Linked DNA regions of Thunnus thynnus: region 1 is linked to region 2. A link is a contact called in public Hi-C data. All regions are on one chromosome and are shown on one strand. The core of a region is the stretch at or near the end of the contact, and the rest is flanking DNA. Distances in the headings are between cores, read along the strand shown.

The links. Hi-C and Micro-C count contacts between places; a contact is called where the count stands out from the background.
Region 1: a Hi-C map of heart shows a contact between it and region 2, with 6 times the contacts expected there. The contact joins the promoter of nudt18 here to the promoter of spinb in region 2. A contact is called at or near these places in 2 of 3 Hi-C or Micro-C datasets (heart and muscle).

Annotation. Positions count from the first base shown.
Region 1 is chr2:39,192,059-39,198,105 of fThuThy2.1, reverse strand. It overlaps nudt18 (nudix (nucleoside diphosphate linked moiety X)-type motif 18), which reads left to right and starts at 4,766. Exons shown (of 7, transcript XM_067573987.1): 1 at 4,766-4,866; 2 at 5,707-5,879. The coding sequence starts at 5,709. sdhaf1 (succinate dehydrogenase complex assembly factor 1) reads right to left here and starts at 4,553. Exons shown (of 2, transcript XM_067573999.1): 1 at 4,421-4,553; 2 at 2,369-3,892. The coding sequence starts at 3,417. The coding sequence ends at 3,169. It overlaps trnas-gcu (transfer RNA serine (anticodon GCU)), which reads left to right and starts at 1,297; the gene lies at 1,297-1,378. trnaa-agc (transfer RNA alanine (anticodon AGC)) reads left to right here and starts at 604; the gene lies at 604-676. It also overlaps trnas-gcu.
Region 2 is chr2:39,015,380-39,021,521 of fThuThy2.1, reverse strand. It overlaps spinb (spindlin b), which reads left to right and starts at 3,021. Exons shown (of 7, transcript XM_067573816.1): 1 at 3,021-3,039. mfsd14bb (major facilitator superfamily domain containing 14Bb) reads right to left here and starts at 2,961. Exons shown (of 12, transcript XM_067573767.1): 1 at 2,825-2,961. The coding sequence starts at 2,881.

The DNA of each region.
Region 1 (6,047 bases), core at 3,517-6,016, 170 kb before region 2:
TGCTAATCCATTGTGCTCTGCACGCGTGGGTTCGAATCCCATCCTCGTCGAGCTAACCGGCTCCATGATTAAGGCCTCCATGCGGCAGCATTTAAGGCCGAAGAATTCAACTCATCACCCAATTGCACAAAGATTGATTCGCACCAATCAGGACTTTGTGTCGTTTGGATACTATTGATGCTTCATCCAGACCTTTCTGATTATGATCATCTTACCCACATTCAGCTGTAAAACTGGTTCTCCACGTTAGCTGGACTTTCCCTACATAAATAGAAGAAATGCTTTAAAGTCTTTTGGAGAACATGGGCGTCGATCCCGCTACCACTCACATGCGAAGCAAGCGCTCTACCATATGAGCTAATTCCTCTACAAGAAACAAAAGATAGAAGAAAGACACCAATGAAACCCTCCAGACCTTCCAGGTCTGTGTGAAGACCTGCTAATCCATCGTGATCTTCACACATCTGTTCCGATGCCATCCTCGTCAAGTCATGTTCAATTCAATCTTCTGTCTTTACACGACTACAAGTTAACAAGAAAAGACACATTTCAAGACTGCAGGGGGGAGTGATTAAAAGTGAAGAGAGTGCTTTTTAGATGACAGGGGAATTAGCTCAAATGGTAGAGCGCTCGCTTAGCATGCGAGAGGTAGCGGGATCGATGCCCGCATTCTCCACAAGCCTTTCTTACTTTCTTTGTGTAATAGTCCTTGGAACTTTCTCGTGCACTACAACAAACAACCCCATCTGTGTGATTAATTGAGATAGATAGAGTCCTCTTACATGTAACATGCATATGCACATGCAACTTCCACACCAGGTGCTCAAGCTGTAAAGACTGATAATTACACCTTGAGGTGGACGGTCAGTCCACGCCTTTACTTGAACGGCTTACCAACTTTTATGTAAACAGTGTCACGGCTCTTGTCAATCAGATGTATTTGTCTTTTTAATAGTATTCCCACACATCTTTTTTTTCAATCTCCCCCTCTCGTCTTAACTTCTGCATAAAGTTGAACTTTTCTCTACTTCTCTTTGAGCAGCAGTGGCAGTTTTTGAGGGTCCACTTCACAACCAAAGGCATCCTGTTGTCTCCAGTGTTCAAGTCTGTATGTGTGAACAGGCTGTTAGACTGTCAGCTATGATTCAATCCTTTTGAAAAGGCTCCTCAACTATTCACACCTTCAGTCCCGTGACTCTGACCGCTCTCACCACCGCCACGTTACCCGACGTCAACGTGTTTCACAGATTGTCCATACAACGCCACGACTGTATGGACATTGACACCCTGTCAACAGACGAGGTGGCCGAGTGGTTAAGGCGATGGACTGCTAATCCATTGTGCTCTGCACGCGTGGGTTCGAATCCCATCCTCGTCGAGTAAACTTCACTTTAGCCCGCTGTGTTCACATGTCATTGAGCTGACTGGCTTCATTATTAAGGAGCATTAAAGCAGCAAATTCAATTAATCCAATCAGAGGAGCCACCCACGGAAATCAATTTCAAGTTTACACAGGATTTTATGTTGTTTGTGATCAATAAAACGTTATTTCCTGATTGTTTCACAGTGATTACGTTCTAGAGCACAAACAGCCCCACACACCTCTGCTCAGCCTTGCAGTGGTGCACTGCCTGGTATGAATACGGCCTGACAGAGACATGCAGCAGAAAAACAATGGATGTTTTGATGGTCCATCAGCCCAAAAACTTATTTGACTTGATCCATCCATCCATTCATCCATTATTTCTCTGCTGCTTATCCACGTCCAGTTCATAATTAATGAGTCATTAGTTATATTATTGGGAGTGATTGTTATAAACTGGCAGGAAGTATTGACAAACGTGAAATACATTTAAATAAACAGCAATTTATTGCACATTTCACTTATTAATAATTCTGGGCCTAATCATCGCTAATGGTTTTATTGATAACTTTCATACTCTATCTGTGAAACAGCTATTAGATTGCATTGTGTTAAAAATATCTTTAAATTCATGACCGCACCAATCTTCTCTGTACTGTTGCAGTTTTACTACATGTGCTGCACCAACATGTTTTTACCATAACGCGTCTCAGGAAGGAGGAAATCCTCCGCCGGCAGTCGCTCAGAAACAGTTTCAAACCGGACGAATAAAGTCATTGACTTGACTTGATGGCTGTTCCATCAGTGTGTGAATGATTAGATTCCTCTGATAGGCAGGTTGGGACCTTGCATGGTAGCCCCCCTGTACACATTCGGTGTATGAATGTGGCTCGTAGTGTAAAAAGCGCTTTGAGCGGTTGAAAGACTAGAAAGGCGCCATACAAGTACAGTCCATTTACCGTTTTACTTGACATTTTGCTGAGCTGCAGCTCAACTCTGCATGTCTTCAGTCAGACTTTCCTTTATTTCAGCTTGTTGATCATCATTACATCATGTTTCTTGTTTTACTGACTAACTACTTTGTTACTTGAGTTGATGAGTCACATGATCAGACACCTGGATCTGGAGCCACATGCATGAAACTGATATGTAATAACAGCTGTTCTGCTGTAGGAGATCATCACTGGTGCAACACAGGCAGTGAATTGATATGAAACAGCTGATTCAGGGCATCTTCATCCATTAATGGTTTATTGTGGGAGTAGTAATGAGGCTCACACGCCCAGTTCCACAATGACTGCATACGCACAGCTTTATAAATCTGATAAAAAAGAATACGGCTGCATATTTCTGGTTTCTGGCTTTCTGAGTTTTATGCATGTGGCCCCTGGTGTTTACAGGCAACAGTATCCTGGTCTCTGTCAGAGTACTCCAGCCTTAACCAGGATACTTGGTGCATATAAACACACTGAATTATGGGTAATTTTACTGTGGTAATTACTACAATATTAATTTTTTCCACATCACAGTTTTGTCCACATTACAGAGTCTCTTGTTACAGTTGTATGAAGTCAAACGACGTTTATTCAGAGACAGTTAAATGTCTGTATCACAGTTCATGTCACTCTTTAATGAAGTTTATCACATCACATGTTTTTTTTCACATTGAGCAGCCTCAGCAGGAAATGTGTTTCCCCAGTGGACTTGAACGCAGCATCTCAGCATGATATTTCGGTGATAACTGTCTTTGTGAGGTATTTGTCGGTGTGTTTCAGGGTCACATGACGTGGTGCAGAGGTCAGAGGTCAGCTCTGCTCTTTGGGTTTGGAGAAGGAGCCCAGCTGTTTGGTGTTGGTGTCCTTCAGCTGCTCCAGCTGCCTCTGGCCACGTCGGTACAGATACTCGATGTGCATCACGTCCGTCTTCTTGATACGAGCGTTTTCTCTGAACTCGTCGCGGATCCGGGGGATGAAGCCCGGTTTGTCCTGACCGGCTCGCAGGAACTGCCGGTACAGAGCCAGAACCTGCTTCTGCAGCTTGCTGTGTCGCGACATCAGACGAGACAGAATCTTCTTTAACAACAGAGAAATAACCAGAAAGCAGGTCTGCAGGAAGCTAGAAGGACATGTTGACACCAGTACTGGAGTATCTTTAACTGCAGCTCCTCTAATGTCCAACTTCTCCCTACAAATACAAAGTCAGAACAGTTTTCAGCTCTCAGGAGATGACTGATCTTCTTCTGATGTCAGTCTGAGGGCAGATTTATGATGTACACTGACACTGAAGGCGACGTTGAGCTCTGACTGTGTTTGTCACGTTTAAAACTCAACACAGACCGTTTAGAGGAGGAACACCGAGGACTCTGAACGCACCACGATGCTCCACTTTGTCTCTTTTCTGTTAATATTTCAGGCTGCGACTCTACAAACAGCCCCGTCTCTGAGCCCGGCGCAGGGGGGGGGCAGGCGGAGCTCTGATTGGCTGAGAAGCAGGACGTCCTGTGAAGAATCTGATCTCTGAACTTTAACCCTGCAAGAGTAAAAGAATCTAATTATGTACAATAACAGACAAAAAAAGACAGAAAAACTACATTAAATAGAATAAATAACATTGTTTAGTACTTTATGTACTGTTTGACCATCATGGTCTCAGCTCATCCTCAACATTAGTATTAATGCTGCTCATTTATAACAGAATTACCAATCAATCAGAAAATATTAGTTGATTTGAATAGTGATCAATTATCTGGTGGTACTGGTGGCAGTAGCGGGAGTACAGTTAAAACTAGTAGTTTAAATATTAGTAGGCTGCAACTAGTACTAGCAGTAAAACCAGTAGCAAACCAGTGGTGGAAAAGTACTCAGATCCTTTACTTAAATAAAAGTACCGATACAGCAAACTGTGCTGAAGTAAATATACTTAGTTAACGTTACTTTCCACCACTGTTACTGATTTTAACTGCAATAAAACCAATCAGAAACTCTCAGTAAGCTGCAAACACTGAATTAAACTAAAACGACGTTAACTCGTAATTAAACAGTTAAAATGTGAACTCACCAGTTTGTGTCTGTTTGTCAGCTGATCGTCAGAGAGAGAAGACTTATTGTTAGAGTCGTTGAATGATGTAAACAGTGACCTTAACAAACGTTACGACACGGCGTGAAGCCGGACACGTTATAATACAACTGACTTCCGGTAAATGACTTCAACATAAAATACCAATTTATGCGCCCGACGCAGTAGAAAGGCCGCTGAGAGCTTTTGTTAACGATTAACAGGCGTTGCTAAATGTTAGTACATCATTATGTAAATATAGACAGCATATAGCATGGGTCAAACTGTGCTAGTGTTAATAAATATGCATCGATGCTTCTGTTTTGAAACGTCCGAACCGGAAGAGCTTCAGTACGTCCGGTTTCCTGTGAAGGTGTCAGATGTCAAAACAGAGCAGCAGCAGCAGCAGGAAGCAGAGAGGAGCTGACAGAGCAGGGAATCACACGAAGGTCCGTAGTTTAATTTGTGATTTTATTCCGAGTGTTTGACAGATATCACTTCCTGTCGGGAAACGTCTCAAAAACGAAAAAACCGGACAAATTATTCACGAATTTCTGTCAACTTAAAGTTCCTTTTCCTCTCAGATACACGTTTTTCTTCTTGTTCCTTCAGCTGGATGTTTGTTCTCTGTGCTGAATGATGGATGAACAGTTTGTTTTCATTCATCCGCTGAAGGAGGAAACTGTCTGAAAATCACAATAATCACAAAAATAAGTTTTTTTTTGGTGATTATTGAGGAAGAGTTTCACTACTTCCGGTTTGCTGTGAAGGTGTCAAATGTCAAAACAGAGCAGCAGCTGCAAATGTTTGATTTTACAGCTGCTTTTCTCAAAATGTATGATACAATTTGTGATGTTTTATGTCTCTTTTTGCGGCGAAATTGCGGGAATTGAGAAAAATTGCAAGCAAAGAAGAATAACGCGATTAATTTAAAGCTATTACAAATGAAAAGTCATATGTCATCACTCCCTTGGATAAAAAGCTTCCTGCAGATCACAGAAATAACTGGACTTCAGCTTTAATGTTTAATGTATTTTCTGAACATGAGAACCATGAGGACTCAAAGTTCTATAAAAAAGAAAATACTGTACTTGAGTTCCATTTATAACCTTTATTAAATAAACTGTCAGAGGAGGAATAAGATATATCAGCTTTGATACACACACAATACTTGTTAGTAGATCAGTTTATTGTTGGTTTGGATCCAAACATGAAGAAAAATACAGAAAATCAGCAGAATGATCCTTTAATATGTGTGTGTGTGTGTGTGTGTGTGTGTGTGTCTGCAGCCATGGAGGTGACGGAGGAGGAGCGGCGGCAGGTTGAGGAGCAGGTGGAGAGGCTGCTGAGCGGTCAGGGGTCAGAGGTCACCGGGTGTGACGTGGCTCTGGACCAGAGCAAACCAGCCACTCTGAGGAAGACCGTCACCTTCATCGTCTGCGCCGTCATCTTCAACGACAAGGTAGCAGATTACTGCGAGACGGACGAGTCACAACGATCGATAACAGAATGTTGGAGATTAATTTAATAGTCGGCAACTAATTGATCAATCGACTGATTGTTGCAGCTCTCGTAGCGACGTTAATATAAAGATTCATCAGGTTGAAGTGATGCACACATGAGATCATTG
Region 2 (6,142 bases), core at 1,772-4,271:
TAACATCCTGCACCGACAGTTCGCTCCGACAGTATGACTGGCTGATGAAGATGAATGTGACCTTTGACCTCGCTACTCTCATCATCTGTGATCCAGAAACAGTCTGCTGCCATCATTGGATGAGAGATTTAGCAGAACATTTAAAAGCTGAAGAAATAAAGTCATGTTTTTAAGAAATCTATGTAGTAATTTATGTATCGTGTGTCGTTGTACAATCTGAAGTTACTTATTATTTCTGAAAGAGACAAATATAGAAAATCAGCAGAATGACCCTTTAAGTTTGAACCTGTAGACTCGGAGCTGCAGAGTCTGTGTAGGAAAACACTCACTTGTCGAGCAGGTTCTGCAGTCAGAAATCTGAATGTTCAGGCTGCTGTTCAGTGTGTGAAACATGCAAACTTGGAGCAAAGTTTGTGGGCAAAAACTTAAACGTATAAGCGTACAAACTGATGACAGGTAGAAAACGCTGTTATCGATGACAATATTCAAATCATCTACTGTCCAACATTTTAATTGAATATCCAAACTGAGTGTGAGTTTTATGCTCTACGTAGTAAAAACATTCACACTAATGATACACCACACTGCATCGAATCTGACAGATGTGAAAACTGCACAGCTGTCGGTGATGACACATATGAACTAATCTAAATCTGTACCTTTTAAAGAACGGGGCAGTGCTTCATGTGTGTGCGTAGCGGTTGAGCGAGAGAGCGAGCGGCGGAAAAGTGAGGGTGGATGTAGAGCAGAGCAGGAAGAGGTTAACAGGAAGTTATCAGTCTCACGACAGCGTGTCTGTTAATAAATGCTGCGGCTTCTCAAGACCAAGAAAAGTCTCGTCTGTTGTTTCACCGGCTGCTGGTAAAGTGAAGGTTAGCTCCACAGTTAGCAACAACAGGTTAGCTTAACCTGCAGATGCTAAACGTGTGTTTATGTTTCAACCAGAGCAGCTTTAACAAACTAAACAGTCTAAATAAGCTGATATCCTGTATCTGCTCTTCTATACTTTCCTCATATTATTATCAGTGAGGCTGTTTGTGATGTGGCTTCACAGGTAAACAACAGGCAGCTGATACCGACTGTACTGTAGTCGGAGTGTTTCTCATCCTTGCAGAGAGAGAGAGAGAGCTGCATGATGACATTTAATTTGTCACGTGGAATCAAAATGAAACTACAAGTATTTCTTTACTATTTTAGAGTTGAAACATTGATTCATTGATTTGTCAGTTGACAGAAAATGAATCGGAGTCTTGTCTTGAGACAGAGTGGCATCAGACTGAGAAAGGTAAGCCAGACGTCCTCCAGCTGATCACTAACTGTGATGTTTCACACAAAAACACTAAAAGTTCTTTGGTTCCAGTTTCTCCAAATGTGAGGATTTCTCTGTTTTTCTCTGTTATATCACTGTAAACTGAATGTATTTGGGTTTTAGACTGGAGCTCATAGAGATTCAGGCGTTTGAAGACATCGCCCGGGGCTGTGGGAACTTACATTTCTCACATTTTGTAAACGAAAGTGATAGTTAGTTGTGGTCTTAAACTATCTGATGTGAAGCTGAATGTATTTCACAACTAATAGTCCAGTGGAAAACTTTATTTTAAACTACACATATGAAAGAATGAGATAATTATATATAGAAATATTTACTGTCAAATGCATCATGTTTTCATTGAAAGGGCAGAGACCCAGTAGAAGCTGCTTTCAACACAAAGTTTCACCTTTTATATTTGGTTTATATGACGCAGCTGTAAAATACTAAACCGACATGAAGGGCCCGTTGAGGAATCAGTTACATGCAAATTGATACCATAGTAAATCGGTATGAAAGTTATCATTTAGCAGAGTCAAAGTTTGTTCTGTGTAGAGTTTGTTTGTGTACATTTGCTGATAAACAGCCTTCATTTGCAAACAGGTGTTCAAACCGCCATCAGGTAAACATCTGACTCCTCCACACACAGAGAGCAGTCAGATATGTTCCCATGAAACTAGGCAGCGTTATCTAATTATTGTGGTTAAAGGACAAGTTAAACCAGCAGTCAGGTGTCTGTAATCATTCCTCCTGTTCATACTGGATATTAAATGATCCTTCAAATCCACAGTGTGTCCACACAGTCATTTAAAAGTTGATGTGAAGCTTCTATTCAGCTTCAGCAGTCTGAGTTAGTCATATCAAGTGGATATCTGACACATTTACAGTCTTTTTAGCATCAAATTCCCTCTTTGTGTTTCCTCGGACAGTGTTTCCCTGTTGAGCTGCAGGTGGAAGTATAGTAACAAAAAGGGGAACTTTGGCACTAAAAAGACTGTAACGTTGAAAGATATCTACTTGATTTGACTCATTTAGACGCTGAAGCTTCATATTAGCTTCAGATAAACTTTTAAATACATTTGTCCTCCATCACTTCCATTGTAAGGTCATTATGAAGGGATCTTCTAATGGTCAGTATGAACAGGAGGAATGATTACAGCAAACAAAACAGCTTTAATGTTCATTTAGGCTCCTGACTGTTGGTTTAAGACTCACTTGATAAACTGTGAAATCGTCATTTGACCTGAACTTACCGTTAACTAGCTAACGTTAAGTTAAGTGAAAAAGAGAATTACCGGTTAACGTTGAGTTACATCGCATTCGAGCTAACTAACGTTAACCGTCCGAATTATGAACCGTCGTTCACCTACATGACAGACGAGCGTCTCCATTGTGTTACTGTTGTATAATGTTATTCACCAGATTCCGGCAGCTGTCAACTGTTTATCTTTAATTTTTAACGGTTATTTTCGTAGAGACCTCCGTTAGCCGACAGTGCTAACACGGCTAACTCACCGAGCTCCGGACCAACATGATGTCGTTGGCCTCGGTCGCTGTTTTCTCCCGGTTCATCTCACATCCTGCCGGGACGATTTTCACATGGAGTCCGTGTTGCCGTCCATCCTCCTGAGGTGCCTCCGTCTCTTCCAGGGTGTCCCGCTGTGTGGATTATAGCTATGTGTCTGCGCTATCATGGACTTCAGCTAAACTCGCTAACGGAGCGGTAAACTGTAAGAGGAGGTTCGGCTTTCGTTTTTCACCAAAATTCCTCCGCTCTGATTGTAATTTAACAGTTTGTCATTGTGTTTTTATCAGCAGGGTTACGCGGGTGAGCGGCGCTTCCGTCTATTACTGTTTATATCGACAAACACCGCCCGTACGGACCGTCAATGGCATCCAAACCAACGCAACTTCCCTGGCGCGCGGCGCCGCCTCCAACGTATGATACAGTGATTGGAGCTGTTCCCCGATCAGCGCTTATTTAAGTAGGTTTCTCTGTTACACAGTTAGCAGCTATCAGATCTGACTCTGGATCAGTTAAAACATTTACAGTTACCGCCTCTCGTTGTATCCAGCCAACAGCGCCGCCTGCCGCGCTGCCGCCGCACTACAATGCAGTGGCGGTTTGATTAACTTAACGATGTGTGACGCGTGCGGTGTCGTTAAATTTAAATTCCGAGCTCACAAAAAAGACCAGATGCTGTTCGTGTTTGAGCTGTTCTGCTGTTCTGCTCCGACTGAGAGAAAAAACAGGTCAACAGAGAGTCTCAGTATTTCGCAGGAAGGTCAGCAGCAAACCGCGCCGCCGTCACTCTTCGGGATCACTATTTAGCAAGAGGAGAAAGGCGGGACTCGGCGGTGAAAGAACCCGCACAACAACAACAACCCGCGTCAAGGTAACCGGCGGGAAACACTACACCTCCGGTTAGAAGGTTTAAAATAAAATACTGCGTACAAGCGCTGACCAAGGTTTGTTCCAAATTTAATGAGGTTTAATTAGTGGTGGAAGGAGTATTCAGATCCTCTACTACAGTAAAAGTACTAATACAGCAATATAAAAATACTCAATTACAAGTTTAAGTCCTGCATGAAAAATCCTACTACAGTAGAAGTACATAAGTATTATGAGCTCGATGCAGTTAAAGTATTGCAGTAAAATAAGTGGTTTGGTGTCTTTCAATGTGTTGTATTTTAAAACATTTGAGCACCTGGAACTAGGAATGATTAATCAACTAGTTGTCAACTATTAAATTAATCAACTGTTTTATAATTGATTAATTGTCTTGAGTCACTTTTTTAAAAAAAAAAAAAAAAGAAAAAGTACAAATTCTCTGATTCCAGCTTTTTAAATGTGAATATTTTCTGGTTTCTTTAGTCTCTATGACAGTAAACTGAATATTTTTGTGTTGTGGACAAAACAAGACATTTGATGATCTTGGGTTTTGGAAAACAGTGACAAACAGTTTTCACCATTTTCTGACATGTTATGGATCAAACAACTAACCGATTATTCCATAAAATAATCAACGGATTAATCGATATTAAAAACCTTTATTTCACTGCATCAAAATTCGTGCTCTTATTTTGAAGCGCGCGCCGCCTCTCTTCCACCCTGCTCCATGTTAGCGCGGCTAGCTTTACGCAGCTAGCTTTGCGCAGCTAGCTTGGCGCAGCTAGCTTGGCGCAGCGGCCAGCTAAACAGAGGCAGAGCGGATCAGTTGGAGTCACGGCGGTTGATCGAGGTTATGCGGCGACGCTGATTGCTGTATCGGTAAGAAACTGAGGCCTCCGGCGCCGCTGCACGAGCCGTTTCACGAGCTGTTTGTTCGCGCGGACATTTTACCGCAGAGCAGCTAGCTTAGCGCCTGAGATTCCCGCACAGACCTCCGCTCTTTGTTCGTCTGCGCCGTTTCTGCGCGGATGCGGGGTTTGTAAATAGTGGCGCAATATGGCTGCCGCCTGCAGGGCTCACTAATTACCTGTGCGCATATTTTAACATCAGTGCGAGCAGCGGGGCAGGTAGAGACGGGCAGGTAACGGGGAGCGGGGACGGTGACCTCTGGATGGGTATCAGCAGCAGCAGCTCAGATATATTAACACAAACACAGGAATTACTTTAAGTGTCCTCTGCTTCAACACACACACACTCTGTGATTGTTAGTGTGCAGAGGTGTGAGGGGTCATCAAACACTGTGAGGAAGATAAACGCAGAAGGACACTCAGGTAAAAGTCTGCAAACCTGCTGTCAGGTACGCTGAGCCTCAGGTGAGGTCAGTCAGATACTGAGGACAAACTGCAACTGATGATCATTCTCATTATCAATGTTGGTTATTATTTTTAGATTAATTGATTAGTGGTTATGTTTCGGTTGATGTCAGAATGTCAGAAAGAAGTCAGTCACTGTTTCCTAAAAGCCCAAGATGCAACTTAAAACTATTATCTGTTATTTTATCAATGAAGCGATTAATCAAAAGAACAGCTGACAGATTCATCTGTACATTGTAGTAATTGATTGATCAGAGCTGTGAGGAAACCTGCTGAACTCTGCATGTAAATGTCAAAACGTTTCCTCAGTTTTTGTACAGATGTATGCAGAGCTGCAGCAATGAATCGATCAACTGTCTTGATAATCAATGAATCATTTTGAGTCATTGATCTCCTGGCTGTCAGCTGTGATAGTAAATAAATATCTTTACAGTTTGACTGTCGATCAGGACGTTCGAGGACGTCAACGTGATCCGAGACGGACGTTTCTCACCATTTTATGATGTTCACGGACCAAACCACTAATTGATTAATGGAGAAAATAATTGACAGGTTAACGGATGGTTTAGTTGCAGCTTAAACCTGATGCTTGCTATAAATAAATGCAGCAGAGCAGCAGCGTGCAGTCAGACAGCAGGAACACTGCTGAGGATCTGTGATCCAGATCCTGACGTTCCTCAGCTGGAACATCCTGGATCTGATGTTTTTATCTGCTGTCCTGTAGTTTCAGCAGCCAGACCAGTTTAACCGTCTCCCGAAACTACAGTCGGGTAACGTGAGACGTCTGATGATCGTCAGCTTCTCCCGTCAACATGCGACAGGAAACCCAACATCTGTCACATCTGTCCGATTGGTTGATTTTCTCGTTTAATCGATTAGTTGTTTGGTGGAAAAAATGTGGTTCAGTGTTTCCCGAGACGACGTCATCAAACGTCTCGTTTTGTTCATTCAGTTTACTGTCAAAGAGACGAAAGAAACCAGAAAATATTCACATTTAAGAGGCCGAATCAGAGAATTTGGAGTTTTTTTTTCCCCATTAAAAAAACGACTCAAAACAATAAATCAATG